Regions from separate parts of the Mus musculus genome. Here region 1 is linked to region 2. A link is a contact called in public HiChIP or PLAC-seq data. All regions are on one chromosome and are shown on one strand. The core of a region is the stretch at or near the end of the contact, and the rest is flanking DNA. Distances in the headings are between cores, read along the strand shown.

The links. HiChIP or PLAC-seq counts read pairs in DNA pulled down with a chosen protein or histone mark.
Region 1: a contact with region 2 is called in an H3K27ac HiChIP or PLAC-seq map of embryonic stem cells, with 3 times the contacts expected there. The contact joins the promoter of Fetub here to the enhancer-like site in region 2. A contact is called at or near these places in 3 of 39 promoter capture datasets (3T3-L1-derived adipocytes, hippocampal neurons and stem cell-derived epiblast-like cells), 2 of 115 datasets of contacts at active chromatin or transcription factors (both in embryonic stem cells) and 2 of 9 other capture datasets (adipose tissue and liver).

The regions. Positions count from the first base shown.
Region 1 is chr16:22,914,523-22,921,893 of GRCm38.p6, forward strand. It overlaps Fetub (fetuin beta), which reads left to right and starts at 5,700. Exons shown (of 8, transcript NM_021564.2): 1 at 5,700-5,973.
Region 2 is chr16:23,068,247-23,075,294 of GRCm38.p6, forward strand. It overlaps Kng1 (kininogen 1), which reads left to right. Exons shown (of 11, transcript NM_023125.3): 5 at 972-1,079; 6 at 5,112-5,196; 7 at 6,387-6,559. Among named protein-coding and RNA genes, the nearest start is that of Kng1, 13 kb to the left of the region's middle. Within about 2 kb of position 4,540, at least 2 of the 459 cell types and tissues checked have an H3K27ac peak or open chromatin away from gene starts, as enhancers often do. A contact at or near this core is called in embryonic stem cells, where this site is marked.

The DNA.
Region 1 (7,371 bases), core at 4,450-6,949, 150 kb before region 2:
TCAAGCCATGGGGAGTTTGCCCTTGTAGTTAAAGGGTGTTTTGTCTGAGGATTGACCCAACAAGACCCATGATGACCAAGAACAATAAACACCATGTGCAGGCTGTGAAACACACTGGGTAGGGGATTCTTGGCTGGATGTGTGCTTTTAGATCAATGTTGGATTTCTAAAGGCTTTGGCTACATCATTTCAAGAAAGTAAGCTTTGGCCTACCAACTCTCTGAGGGTCTGTCAATCTATAACCTCATGATCCTGATCAAATGTGGAACTTATTATGGGTATAACATCAGAGGGGTGGAAGCATATATTTTTTAATGTTCCAAAGGTCTCATGTCACCAACCATCAGAGAGAGGGAGAGGTTCATATCCCCAAGAGAAGGAAACTGGTTCTCAGAAAGAAATAATTAGACTTTTGATTAGCTTCCTTCGTGGACTCTCAATGGTTCCTCTTATTCTCGCCTCCCTCCCTCCCTCCCTCCCTCCGTCCCTCCCTCCCTCCCATACATGTCCTTAAATATCCATGTGAGTATATTGCTCTGTTTCCCAGGAAATTTATTAGGGCAAATGAGTATTTTCTCTGACAAAGAGGCTAAAGCTGGCACACTGTCTTCCTATGACAGAGTCATGTGGGTCTGCTCAGCTCAGTCACAAGGCCTTTAGCCTGGCTCAGGAGTTGGACAATCATTGCCTTCCCAAATGCTAATTCCTTTCTATTCTAAGATTATTTTTTAGTATGTATTGATGTTTTGCTTGCATATATGTCTGTACCATGTGTGCAGTACTCATGGGGGCCTAAAAAAGTGTTAGATGCCCCGGAACCAGGCACAGAGCTCACCCACTCTGTCAAGGTCCGGAGTAGGAGTCTCCTGCTTTGCCTCTTCTCTGCCAACCTATCTTCTTCACCTCCCACCTTGTGTCTTCTCAACCACACTTACTATTGTCTCTCCTGTATGTTCTCATAGCATAGCTCAAGCGCGCACACGCGCGCACACACACACACACACACACACACACACACACACAGAGGCTTGGTATCTGAACACTTGGTCCCCAGTTTGAGGCACTGTTTGGGGAGATTTAGGAGAGTGACCTTGCAGGAGGAAGTCAGTCACTGAGAATGGACTCTGAGGTTATACAGTCACTTCTGACTTCCAGTTCTCTCTCTCTCTCTCTCTCTCTCTCTCTCTCTCTCTCTCTCTCTGTTTGATGTTTGCAGCTATGAGCACACAGCTTCCTGCCTCCCTGTCATGATGGACTCTTATCTCCCTGAAACAAAATAAGCTCTTTCTTAAGTCACTTTTGGTTATGGAGCCATAATATGGCAACATAGAAGTAACTGATTCACTTGCCCTTATTTATGTACATATGTGAGCAAATATGTATGTAGATGCACATTAATATACCTTTGTTTTGTAGAATGTCCTTCAAACCAATCGCCTCTCCCAGAGTTCCACAGAAAATGATGCCTTGGCCTGGTTGATATGCCATATCAGAAAGCCTATGCAATCAGTTTCTCCCAATATCAATGCTTTAATATTGATCATTTGATTAATGTGGTATCCTACAGGTTTCACTGTTTCATAGTTACATTTTCCCCCATGAAAAATTAAGAAATAATCTGTGTGGCTCAGCAGTTAAGAGCAAGTAACACAGAGAACCAGAGTTCCATTCCAAGCTCCTGCACTGGACAATTCACAGGCAAATGCTTGTAACTCCAGTTTTAGGGGGTCTGATGCCCTCTTCTGGCCTCCAGGAGCACTACACTCACAAGTGCACACACACACACACACACACACACACACACACACAAACATACACACACACACATACACAGGCACATACACACACAGACACACATAGAGACACACACATACACACACACATACACACAGTACACTCACAAGTGCACACACACATACATACACACACATACACTCACAAGTGCACACACACACACACAAATTCTTTACAAAAACCAAAAGCAGTTATCTGTGAGGAGACAGTTAAGAGACTCTGCTTCCTATGTTTAGCAGTCGTTGATGGTTCCTGCCTGGATTACTTACCACAATAGTAGCTACAGAATGGTGACTTTGAAATGCCACTGACTATATACTAAAGGATTTATGAGTCACTAGTTTTTCAGTTTACTGTAGTATATTACTGTCATTGTTTATTTTTATGTTCAGGTTTCCCAAGGGTTGACAGTGGCTTCCCTTCAAGCGAGTTCTTTTACAGAAACGTACTCTGAGTACCTCCTTACTTTCTGCACAAGGCCAGCTTATACTCTCCATTTCCTCAGAATCAACCATGTCAAAGGGCCTGGGTTTCTAATAAAGACTGGGATTGAACTGGCTTTGGTGGCTCACCCCTTTAATACCAGCACTCGGGAGACTGAGACAGGCAGATATCCATGAATTCAAAGTCACCCTGGTCTACATAGTAAGTTTCAGGATAGCCAGGCCTATGTAGAAAGACCCTATCTCAAAAACAAAAATTTTAAAAAAAAGACTAAGATTGAAAAGCCAGGTTCAGCTCTGGGTGGGCTTGTTGCACTGTAGTCTCCGTGCTTGTAGGCCTTCTCAGCCAGCCCAGGAGGAAAGAATCATTATCTCCGATGGCCCGAGTCAAGTTCTGAATTCTCTTGCTGCCTCTAGAACCAACCCCAAAGCCCAGAGTCCCCTCATTCTCCCTCACACATTCTTCCTCATTGAGAACCTTCCTTCCCAGCAGTTTCCCCAACATCACAATGCATGCAAATACCTTTTTAGAATTTGCCATACCCTTTCCACCCTGGAAAAGCAAAATATTCCATTCTTACCATTAGTCTTTTAGGCTGTTGTGTGATCAAAGAACTGCATTCAAGAATAACTGTTCCGAAGGGTGAGTTGTGGGTTTATTTCTTCTGCTGTGTCCAGGTTTCATCTGAAATACAAGCTCCTTCCTTTTTGTTTCCATCTAATTTTGTTATTCCGCCCCCCACACTCAACTTTGTTTAACTAATTTTACAGTTCTGAGCACGGCCAACAGTAGCAGTGTTCTAAAATTCAAAACTATACAAAGGAATACTCAGAAAATACTGATGATTTGGAGAAATTGACGTTTGTTTCTTTGTTGTGCTTTGAACATTCTCTGAGTCACTGTTAGGTGTACCTGCCCCCCAGTAGGATTCCCTGGGCCTTCCATTCACACCTCCCCTAGGCACCACTTGACTGCAAACCTTACCATGACCCTTCATTTCCGCCAGCAGGCAAGTGAGCTGAGCCTCAAGTATGCCTGAGCCGAGACCCTTGCGTGAGAAGCCGGGTGACCAGATTGACTTCTGATGATTTCACAGCTATTCACACGGAATTAGAAAGGATACCTGCTTTGTGCTAACACGGCTATAAAACAGGATGACGGGACCTTTGATGCAGCCGCCCTCCTCTCCATTCCACGTGAGCGTCCTGGACTTACCCATGCCCAGCCTGCTGCGGGCAGCCAGAGCCTTTCTGGGTCACTGTGTGTACAGTACTGACTATGGTGAGATTCAGCAATAAAGCCACCTACTGAGTGACAGCCTTGGGCATCAGCAGCTCTGGGTGGAGAAGGCCCTGTGCAGGGAAGCCACAGCCTATGGGTGGGACCCAAAGTGCGGGCAGAGCATTGGGAAAAGCCCAGGCAGAAACAAAGTACTGGGCGGCTCCTTGGAAAGACACGGAACCTAATTAGAGCTTATTCTCTCTAGGACCTTCCTCTAATTCATAGTTAGGGTGTATGTCAGCCCTGAAACTCAGCTAAGCAGGGTATTATTCCTGGAGTTCTGAATGATGGCGCACTCTGTTTGCAAGATATAAAAGGGCAGTCAGAGGGAGAAGCTGCCATCATCCTTTGCAGCTCCATCGGGAACACCTGGAGAGGATCCCTCCAATTTGTTAATTAACAAACAAGCACCTTGTTTATACACCAGTTGCTCCTGTGAGTTGGTCTCCTGGCCGAAGCGACTCTGGGTCCTCAGGAAAGCCTGTCTGTCAGAGCTGCAGGACTGGGCCCCACCTTCCGTGTTCCTCCCTGTCTTAGATCAACGGGACTGTGAGTATGTGACATGCGTGGCCATCTTCCCTGCCCACTCCTTACTTTTTAGACTCTTTTGGGGGGGGGGGGAGTACAGAGGCCAAATCCATAGCCAAGCACAGTTCACTGGTCCTCACACCCAGCCCACGTGTGTGTGGAAAATGCTTCCTGCATTCCCATTGGTGAGTACTGAACTGGAATTAAACCCCAGGCCTGCGTGAACCCAGCGTCTGTATTAGTGGCCTCTTCACAACAAGGATTTTTACGGGAAATCTCACTCATGATGCAATAGGATCACGTTCCCCCGGGGGGGCATGGTGGATAGATCTGTGTGATTCAAGTTCCGGAAATCTCACTCATGATGCAATAGGATCACGTTCCCCCGGGGGGCATGGTGGATAGATCTGTGTGATTCAAGTTCCGTAGAGCCAGGTTCTAGGAGCTGCCCCTGCTAGAGATGGAATGGCACCCTGTGCAGAGAGGGGGGCAGAGTGCCCTCCCATCAGGGCTAAACGGGCCCTTAGTAATCGCATGGTTGAAAGCCCTACACAGTTGAGGAAATTGGGCTTAAGTGTTACATCGCTAGCCTAGCTCACGCAGACCAGGGCTGAAGCAGGGTCCTGGTCAAAGTTCAGTTTACCATGTGATTTAGCATCCTTACAGCATCTTTTTACCCCGTTTGCATCTGTCTTTCATTAAAATTGCACCAATGGCTTCTACCTAAGTGTACTGGGTACATTTCCTCAGGCATTGGACACTCCAGCCCAGACCCGACAGAGGTATGTTCACTGCTGGCTGAAACTAAATCTCTGCTGAACCTCAGAGTTTGGATATCTGATTTTTTTTAACTGATAAAGGAAAACTTAAGCACATTTAAATTGAAAAAAATTAAAGCATTCATTAATTTATGAGTCCCAGTATTGTGGGAGGGTAAACTTGTACAATTTAGCTGTAGAAAGAAGGGAAGATAAATGAATTTTATTGGTTAGTGTAGAAAGCTCCTGTCTTGAGGTTATTATTTATTTGTTTGTTGTTTGTTTATTTGGTAGAGATTTAAATTCCAGAGCCTCCACAATCTAATGGTCTCCCAATTTGTGTTGTTTTTCTTAAAGTAGCCATTTCTGGCTTCGATACCCATTTTTCTCGAATTATTCCCATTTGAAAACACAACTGGGAGCGTGTGGGGGAAAAAAAATTTGGTAACTCAGGGTTGGAATCATTCTAAACAACACGTGGCATGAGCCAACCCAGAAAAACAGGTCTTTAAAGATATTTCTAAATTGGAAAAAAGAAAGAAAGAAAGAAAGAAAGAAAGAAAGAAAGAAAGAAAGAAAGAAAACACAACCAAGAGCTCCCTTCTGTAGAACTGTAATCTTCAGATTTGGGTTTCATAATCAATCTTTACTAACCACTTGTTTACGGAAGACTAAAAAGTGGGCGTGGCTTCTTATTAATGTGGTCCATCCTGTGCTGTGCTGCTGTCACCGGATCCTTCTCACCCTTCTGGAGGCCTGGAGGGCCTCTGGGAACAGCTTTCTTGCTGCGTCATGCGTGGGCGGGAGGCGGGAGGCAGGAGGAAGAACTCTGCCTAACAAATGTACTCCCCTGACATGGGCATGCCCCACCCCTGAGAACAGAGCCCTTGGGACTTAATCTCTGTAAAGGCGCCACCTCTCCACAGGTTTCATAAGCGTTCGTTTTCTGAGCTTTGGGAACGTGTTCAAAGCACACCAGACTTGCAAAGCTCTTGATTCCGGACAGCTTACCTTGATTCCTGACATTGTGCAGTGGCTCAGCCAGAACCTGTGAGTCACAGGTAGCTGCTGTGTTACACAACATCTAACAACGTCTAGCCTTCTGCGATTTCTGGTGCAGGGTCATGATTAGTGCATTTGACAGATTTGGCAGAGTGGCTTACAGTGGGTAAGTGGCTTCTCCACATCGGCTGGTTGGTAGCTGAAAGAGTAGCTCACACAGTGTTCTAAGCATCTGTGTGGTGACAAAAATATTTTTACATTTATTTGTTTATTTTTGTGCAGAGGTGGGGTGGGTGGGCCAGAGTGCAGATGACACTGCACTCTGGTCAGAGGACATCGTTCAGCAGTCGGTTCTTCCCTTTCACTGTGAGGGTATCAGGAGTTACATTCAGGCCACCAGGCTTGGCAGCAAGCACCTTTAGGGGCTGAGCCATCTCACTCGCTTTGATGAAAATCTTCTAAAAGGGAAGGCTCCTGTGCTGTTTCTTGTATTGATTCATTCAGGATTTTTACCCTTTCTGAGCCCTAGTATTCTCCCCTGGTTGGACTTGGCTAAGTTTTCTTTAGAGTTTTCAGTGAGTGTCTATACTACCACTAAGTTAGTGAGTGGATGCTGTTACCTAGTTGTCTATGAGTAGCTATCAAATGGGGTGGGGGGTGGGGTGGGGGGGAAGGAATCTGTGTTCTGCTCAACTATAATACAATTACATTTAGCATCATAAATTTAAGTTTTTTAGTAAGTTTATTATAAAATTAACTTTTCAATGTTAGCTAAAAACATAAGTCAGCATATTTAAGTTTAATATGTAATCAATGTTTTAAGTAAATTTAGGAACTTGAGCAATGTTAACAGCCTTCTTTTGCTTGGTTCACTCGTGTCAGCCATAGCTTACTGCATATTGGATTTTCATCTAGACCAGAGGAGCATTTCTTTCCATCCAAAATATTTGGGCCCTCTTATCAGGTTCCCATGAAAAGTCTCACAGACTGGTGTCCTTATTTATAAACACAGACATTTCCAAAATATATTTGTGAATTAAAAATAAGCTCTACTCAGGAAAACTCTTATATTCTCTAGTAGCTGTAGGGACCTGTGTTTGAAATAGTATTGACCCCAAAGCTTTGGAGTCTTCAAGATACTCTGTGTATTGAGGGCCTACCAGATGGGTACCTGTGGATAGAGCAGAACCTCTGTCTATTGAACACAGAAAGCCTGGGCAGGGGTGGAGATGGAGGTATGGAATGAGGTATTGCTTACCTTAGGGAATGCTTTAAGGGACAGCCTGCTATGTAGGCTCCCTTCCTGACTTAGACCTTTGCTTTCATTGTTGATATCTCTCTCTCTCTCTCTCTCTCTCTCTCTCTCTCTCTCTCTCTCTCTCTCTCCCCCCCCCCACCCCCGTGTGTGTGTGTTTGTAGTAGAAACATTTTTAAAAAAATAAATGGCCTGTGGCTGTAGCTCAGAAGTACAATGTTTGCCTGGTGTAAGTGAGGCCCTGGTTTGATGCTTGGCATCATGCACAATGTGTGTGTGCCATTTATGGAGGTAGGTACCCGCAATCCC
Region 2 (7,048 bases), core at 3,290-5,789:
AGGTATGCCTGAAATTATACTGCCCACTTCCTCCTGGTGGTGTTCAGTGGAAATATCTAGTAATCTGATCATTTCTTTCTTTGTTTTTTTGTTTGTTTGTTGGTTTGCTTGTTTGTTTGAGGCAGAGTCTCTACATAGTCCTGGCTGCCTTGAAACTCACTCTGTAAACAAGAGTAGCCTCAATCAAGCAGAGATCTCCCTACTTCTGCCTCTGATACTGGCATTAAAGGCTTTGACCACCAGGCCTAGCTTGGAATGAGATTTTTTATTGGCTCCTTTATCACAGCTTTTCTGAGAGCTCATCTGGTCCTTTGAATTTCAGTTTCTTAAGAATTCCTCAACTTAGAGAGTAACAATCTGTACTTTTACTTCAACTTGCTCCTGTGTGTGATGTGTATTCTACCCACTTGTGTTCATGTACAGCAGTCAGCATAGGGACCGTGGTGACCATGACCACAGATGGTGGGATAGGGCTGCCAAGAACAAAGCAGGGGAACGTCACTGTCTGGTGACCTGCAGCCAGAGGACTCCCCAGGACAGGCCACTCCCATTTCACATTACTCCTAGCTAGAAAATCATATTGCTTCACAATACTGGGTGATATTTGCATTCTTGGCAACCTGGGAAAGAAAGATTGTGGAGTCTTTGAAGATATATAGATATATAATATGTATGATATATAAGATATATATTATATACACATATAATATGTATGCACATAACTGTACATTAGCAGTTACTTTGAAGTGTCATGGAGTGTGTTGTATGTGTCTCTGTGTGTGTCTGTACATGTGTCTGTCACAATACTCAACACTTGCTCAGTGATGCTATTGCCCAGTAATAATGATGGTTTGTACTTCTTGAACACTTGTTGTATCCAATTCATTGTTTAAAGACATTTATATCTTTTGCTCACTGTGAGTAACGTTCAACCTGAGGTTCAAGTACTCATTCAATCTAACTCATTTTAGGTGGTGGCTGGCCTGAATTTTGACATTACCTACACAATTGTGCAAACAAATTGTTCAAAGGAGCGTTTTCCTTCCCTCCATGGAGACTGCGTGGCCCTTCCCAATGGTGTAAGTAGCAGACATTTAATGACAGTCTTTCACAGTTTGCTGACAGTGTTTCCAGGACTGTCAAGCTCTGTCACTTGACACCAAGATGTCACTTAGTAGTTCACACTCAGGTCCACCCAGAGTCTTAGGACCTAAGTTGCTGGTCAAGGCATCCAAGTGTGTCACACTACATATCTCCATCCTGTCAGAGATTAGGTATGGGATTTGACATGGTGATGGGTTGTCACAGTCTCCTGGCCTCCTCCTCCTCCATGTGTGCTCCATGTTCACACAGGGTCCTCTGTGACCCAGCTTTTTCCTGCAAACTCCCCTGTGGTGCTTCCTCACCCTCCCTCTTCTCCTGTCATCTAATAAATGCATCCTGGGAATCCTCTCCTGCTGTGCATGACATCTTGTCATTGAAGAGATGTCAGTGGCTGTTCTGTGGCCAGTGAATGCCAAGGAGACCAAGGAAGGAACCTTCCTGGAATATTATTGTAGATGTTTCTTTAATCTAGCATCTCTGCTTTGACAGTTTTATATCATGAGGGAAAGGTGGGAAATCTAGACCACACTTTGCTAATTTTCACAGTAAAGCATTGGAGACAAATGCTATATGCATCCTTAAGAAATGGTTATGCAAGATACAGCAGTTCATAGATTATGAATACTGCTTCCTGAGCCTCTTGTGACATTAGCAAATCATTGTAATAGGTTAAGGACAAGAAAAAAATTAGGACATAAACTCTACTCACAGGAGCGATGAAGAAAGGAGGATTAGGCGTTCAAGATCATCTTTAACTGCTCAGTGGGTTTGAGGCCTTCATTGGTTTGAAAAGCTGCTGTTTCAGAAAAAAAAAAAAACAAAAAGACCTAAATAAATGAAGGACGATGGGGAGGAAACAGGAGGCTGGGTGTGGTGACACACACCTTTACCAGCACTGCAAAAGCAGCAGATGTCAATGAGTTCAAGAGCAGTCTGCTCTACAAACCGAGTTCTAGGCCTTCTAGGGATGCATAGGGAGACAATGCTGTCTCAAAATTTGTTTTAAATTTAAGTTTTAAAATAAGGAACGAAGGAAGGAAGGGAAACTGTGTATACAGAGTCAGGCAAATATGCAAGGTCAAATAATATAAATATAAAAGTGATAGAAAGTAAATGTGTTATAATTCAGAACACTGTTAACCTTCAGGAAGAGTTCTGGGTGGGTTTTTTTTTTTTTCTGATTTTGCATACCTATTGAGATTTCTTCAATAGTTTTTAAATGTTCTAGTTAATCATGCATTGATTTATAGCTGTAAAAAGAGTCATAAAAGACCCTACCAAGCCGGGCAGTGGTGGCGCATGCCTTTGGGAGGCAGAGGCAGGTTGGGAGGCAGAGGCAGGTGGATTTCTGAGTTTGAGGCCAGCCTGGTCTACAGAGTGAGTTCCAGGACAGCCAGGGCTATACAGAGAAACCCGGTCTCAAAAAAGAACAACAACAACAACAAAAAGACACAAAATAAAAGGAAACATTTATGAATCTTCTGCCCTTAAAGGGCTTAGTGTGAAGATCATGTTCAAAATTCCAGAACCCAAAACCAAAAGACAGACCACTTCTAAAATGGGCAAAGGATTGATTGAACAGATGGCTCCAGATTTGCAGGTATTAGCACATGAGGAGATCCACAGGACCACCAGCCATCAGGCAATGCAAATGCAAGCAGAATGGTCCTAACCCCCAGAGGGATTAGTGCATATCCCCTTTGTCTTTTTCATGGGTGGAGAGAAAGGAGAATTGTGGGAAATTTTCAGTGACTTCTTTTTCTTAAAAGTTGTGATTATTTTATTTAATTTTTAACATTTATTTATTTATTTATTTATTTATTTATTTATTTATTTATTTCGAGTATATGGGCTTTTTGCCTACATGTGTAATCTGTGAATATGTATATACAGTATACACAGAGGCTGGAGAGGACATCAGAACTCTTGAGACTGAAGTTGTAGGTGGTTGTGAGTTGCCATGGGAGAATCAAACCGCAGTCCTCCATAAGAGCAGTCAGTGCTCGGAACCTCTGAGCCAGTTCTCCAGTTCTGTGATTATTTTACATGCTCGACTCTTTTTTTTTTTTCACCTAAGAATTTTTCCTCATCATTAGGAATCTTTTGTTTGTTTGTTTGAAACAGGGTTTCTCTTTGTAGTCCTGGCTGTCCTGGAACTCACTCTGTAGACTAGCCTGGCCACAAACACAGAAATTCGCCTGCCTCTGCCTCCAAGTGCTGGGATTAAAGGCGTGGGCCACCACTGCCTGCCTAGAATTCTTGGTAAACATTAAAGATGACTCTGCAATAATATTCCAGCAAGGACACCATAGATTGTTTTTTACCACAGTGCTCCTACCTTTGGATACCTAGGTTATTTCTAGTTTTTATATAATACTAACTTAGCAAACATTTTTGACAATGAAATTATTTTTGTATTTGGCATTCCTTCAGAATAAGGCTTCAGTTTATTTTTTTTAAGATTTTATTTATTATTTATTTTATAGGTAAGTACACTGTAGCTGTCTTCAGACACACCAGGAGAGGGAGTCAGATGTCATTAAGGATGGTTGTAAGCCACCATGTGGTTGCTGGGATTTGAACTCAGAACCTTTGGAAGAGCAGTCAGTGCTCTTAACCGCTGAGCCATCTCTCCTTCAGTTTTATAAATGATAAACATAGTTATTAAAATCTTTTAAACTCTTCATTTATATAGTTTTTACATTTATAGCTGTTTGCTTAAATAAATTGATTTAAATTCTATTGCGTTAAAATTCAATATTTTATAGCTAAATATATTTTAGTTTCTCAATCAATAATTGAGTTAACGTGTTCATTTTGCTGAAATATTTTCATAAGTATGCTAGAAGTTTATGGATTGAATTTATGGATGAGTAATTATATATTCTTTGCCCATTCTTTTCTTTGTGTGTGTGGTATATGCAGGTATGTATGTGTGTGTGTGCTCACCTGTGCAGATACATGTGAAGGCCATATGCTCAGCTGCCTCTAAAACAAAACAAAGCAAAAGTTGAAGCCAGGGAAGAGATATCTCAGTCAGTAAAGGGCTTGTCTTTGGGTCTCTCTCTCCCATGCAGACATCTAGAATACAAGCATCAGAGAGACAAGACTCCTGGGCTCACTTGACAGTGGCCTACTGGAATCAGTGAGCTCAGGGTTCAATGAGAGATCCTGTCTTACTTAGGCATTCCCTGTGCAGTGGACAATCCCATTTCTCTCCCTCTGTCGGTGCTCCTTGTCATAGCTATCATGGCTACCATGTGCTTTTCATTTTTTCCATTGCTTTTATTCCTTTTTTCCCCTTTTCCTGATATAATGATTTGTAAAGTAGACAAACTGTCACAGGATTTTCCCTGTCCAATTACATTAGTACAAAGGATGTCTGTGATTGGCCAGGGAAAAGGGAGGCAGAGCTAAGAGTTGCAGAGCAAGGGAGAGTCTCAGGGTAAAAGGAAAAGGAAGATGGCTGCGGATATGAACCTATGTGGTAGTGTTTTCCAGCCACAAGTAGCTATGATTTCACAAGGTTAGAAATATTAGGATAAAGCTCTTATCATTATTAGTCGGCTCTGAAATTTAATGTATTGGCATCTTATAAATTGTGACATTATTGATACATAAATCTGATGGATTAATTAAGCTTTAAGAGTCTTGATTTTACCGGGTTACTGGGTATTGTGATATGCAACTGCGAGGCTGGCGGTTCCATTTAGTTATTGGAGTGCAGGATCACCGACTACATGAGTATATGGCTGAGGAAGAAGCAGCAGTAATGCCAGGGACAAGCAACCGAGAGCTGGGTACACAGCAATCAGGTGCAGCCGGGGCTAGCTCCAGAGAGTTGGCAGCGGCAGCAGGAAGGCGCACAGGAGCGTGGTCTGACTCCACGGAAAGTTGGCAGGTTCAGTTTTTTAGTATCTCCCGCAACAGACATACTTACTGTCTTTTATTTTTACTAGTTGTTTGCTTTTCACAATGACTTCTGTTTATGATTTTTTAACCACCAGGATGATGGTGAATGTAGAGGAAATCTCTTCATGGATATTAATAACAAAATTGCCAACTTCTCACAGAGCTGTACCCTTTATTCAGGTGAGAAAGCCCACATGGAGACACAGGAAGTGGTGTCTCCTTTTTACTTAGCTGCACTGGGTCTGAACTGGTCAAGGCAACACAGTGACTGAGCAACAATGTGTCTTCCCCAGACACGGTAGCCTTCAGGGACAGTGGCAGCTGCCTTTCTTTTTGTGTACACTGTCCTTAAATCCCATGTTTTGAGTTGGAGAGAATTGCATCTCGTTTTTAACCACCCACCATGGAATCCTTCCAGGTAAAGGTGGGCTTTCTAGTGTGTTTTGATATGGTGAGCTCTGTGGAAAACTTATAGTTAAATCAGCATTTTCAATAAAAGGGCTGACTTCACTCACATTGACATATAATTGTGAACGTGTCATGTTGAGAAACACCACCATGCACCTGTCATGAGGAGCGCCGCTGTGCACAGGTCATGGGGAGCACTACTGCGTATGTGTCATGAGGAGACCCACTCTATATATGTCATGAGGGGCACTACTGTGCACTAACCATGAGAAACTCCACTAGCACTGCCTGTTCAGTGGAGCCATGGACTCTAAGCTGGCCATTGGAGAGCCATTGCAAGCACTTTCCTCAAACTTAAACATTTCTCTATAGTTGACATCAAAAATGGGAAATTTGGGCTGGTGAGAGGGCTCAGTGGGTGAGAGCACCCGACTGCTCTTCCAAAGGTCCAGAGTTCAAATCCCAGCAACCACATGGTGGCTCATAACCATCTGTAACGAGATCTGACTCCCTCTTCTGAAGTGTCTGAAGACAGCTACAGTGTACTTACATATAATCAATAAATAAATCTTTTTTTAAAAAATGGGAAATTTTAAACTGGGTGTGGTTGCATACCTGTAACTGTGCCAGTCAGGACACTGAAGCAGGGGATCAGAAGTTTTTAGGTCAACATCTACATGGAGAATTCAAGGCTGGCTTGGGACATATAATGCCCTGTATCAGTGTGTAAAAATACAAGCAATTATAGCATATGGGTGAACATGGGCAAACACGCTTCCCTAAACATCTGATCTCCCAAAGAACAAGGAGAAGTGGACTGTCTCAGGACCAGTATTCCCTTAATCCTGTTCTGCTTACCTCACACCCTGTATAAATGAGAATGCAGAAGTTGTGTGTGACAGGAGAGAAGCCAGACTACACTTTGGGTGTACCTACTGACTTTAAATCTGATTTCTTCTCAGGAGATGATTTGGTAGAAGCGCTTCCCAAGCCTTGCCCTGGCTGCCCCAGGGACATACCTGTAGACAGCCCAGAGCTGAAGGAGGTGCTTGGTCATTCCATTGCACAGCTAAATGCAGAGAATGACCATCCTTTCTATTACAAGATTGACACCGTGAAAAAAGCAACATCACAGGTCTGTACATAGGAAAATGGGAGTTTGTATCCTATGTATAGATTGATTGGTAGTATGACCCCTGTTCTTGGCTCTGGTGAGGAAAACAGGACTTGGCAACAGGATTTGGTGGCTTAAATTCCAAGTCCCAACTGTGCTGCATGCTTGAGTGTCTTTGTTGGGCGAGTATCTTGCCACAAGTTCTAGGTCACCTTGGACTACACTTAGTAAGATCCTGTCTTAACACACACACACACACACACACACACACAGAGAGAGAGAGAGAGAGAGAGAGAGAGAGAGAGAGAGAGAGAGAGAGAGACTTCACTCTTGCTGCATGTTCTTTCTCCCTTTGTTCCCTGTGCCCTGGATGCACTCTATCAATAAAGGCTGTTTGCCTTTATCTGGAGTCAGAGGCTCAGCTCTACCATCACCTCTATCCTTGGTGACTCTGTGTGACTATTAAAATCTCATCTCTTGTGGCACCATCTGTAAAATGAGTAGCTGTAT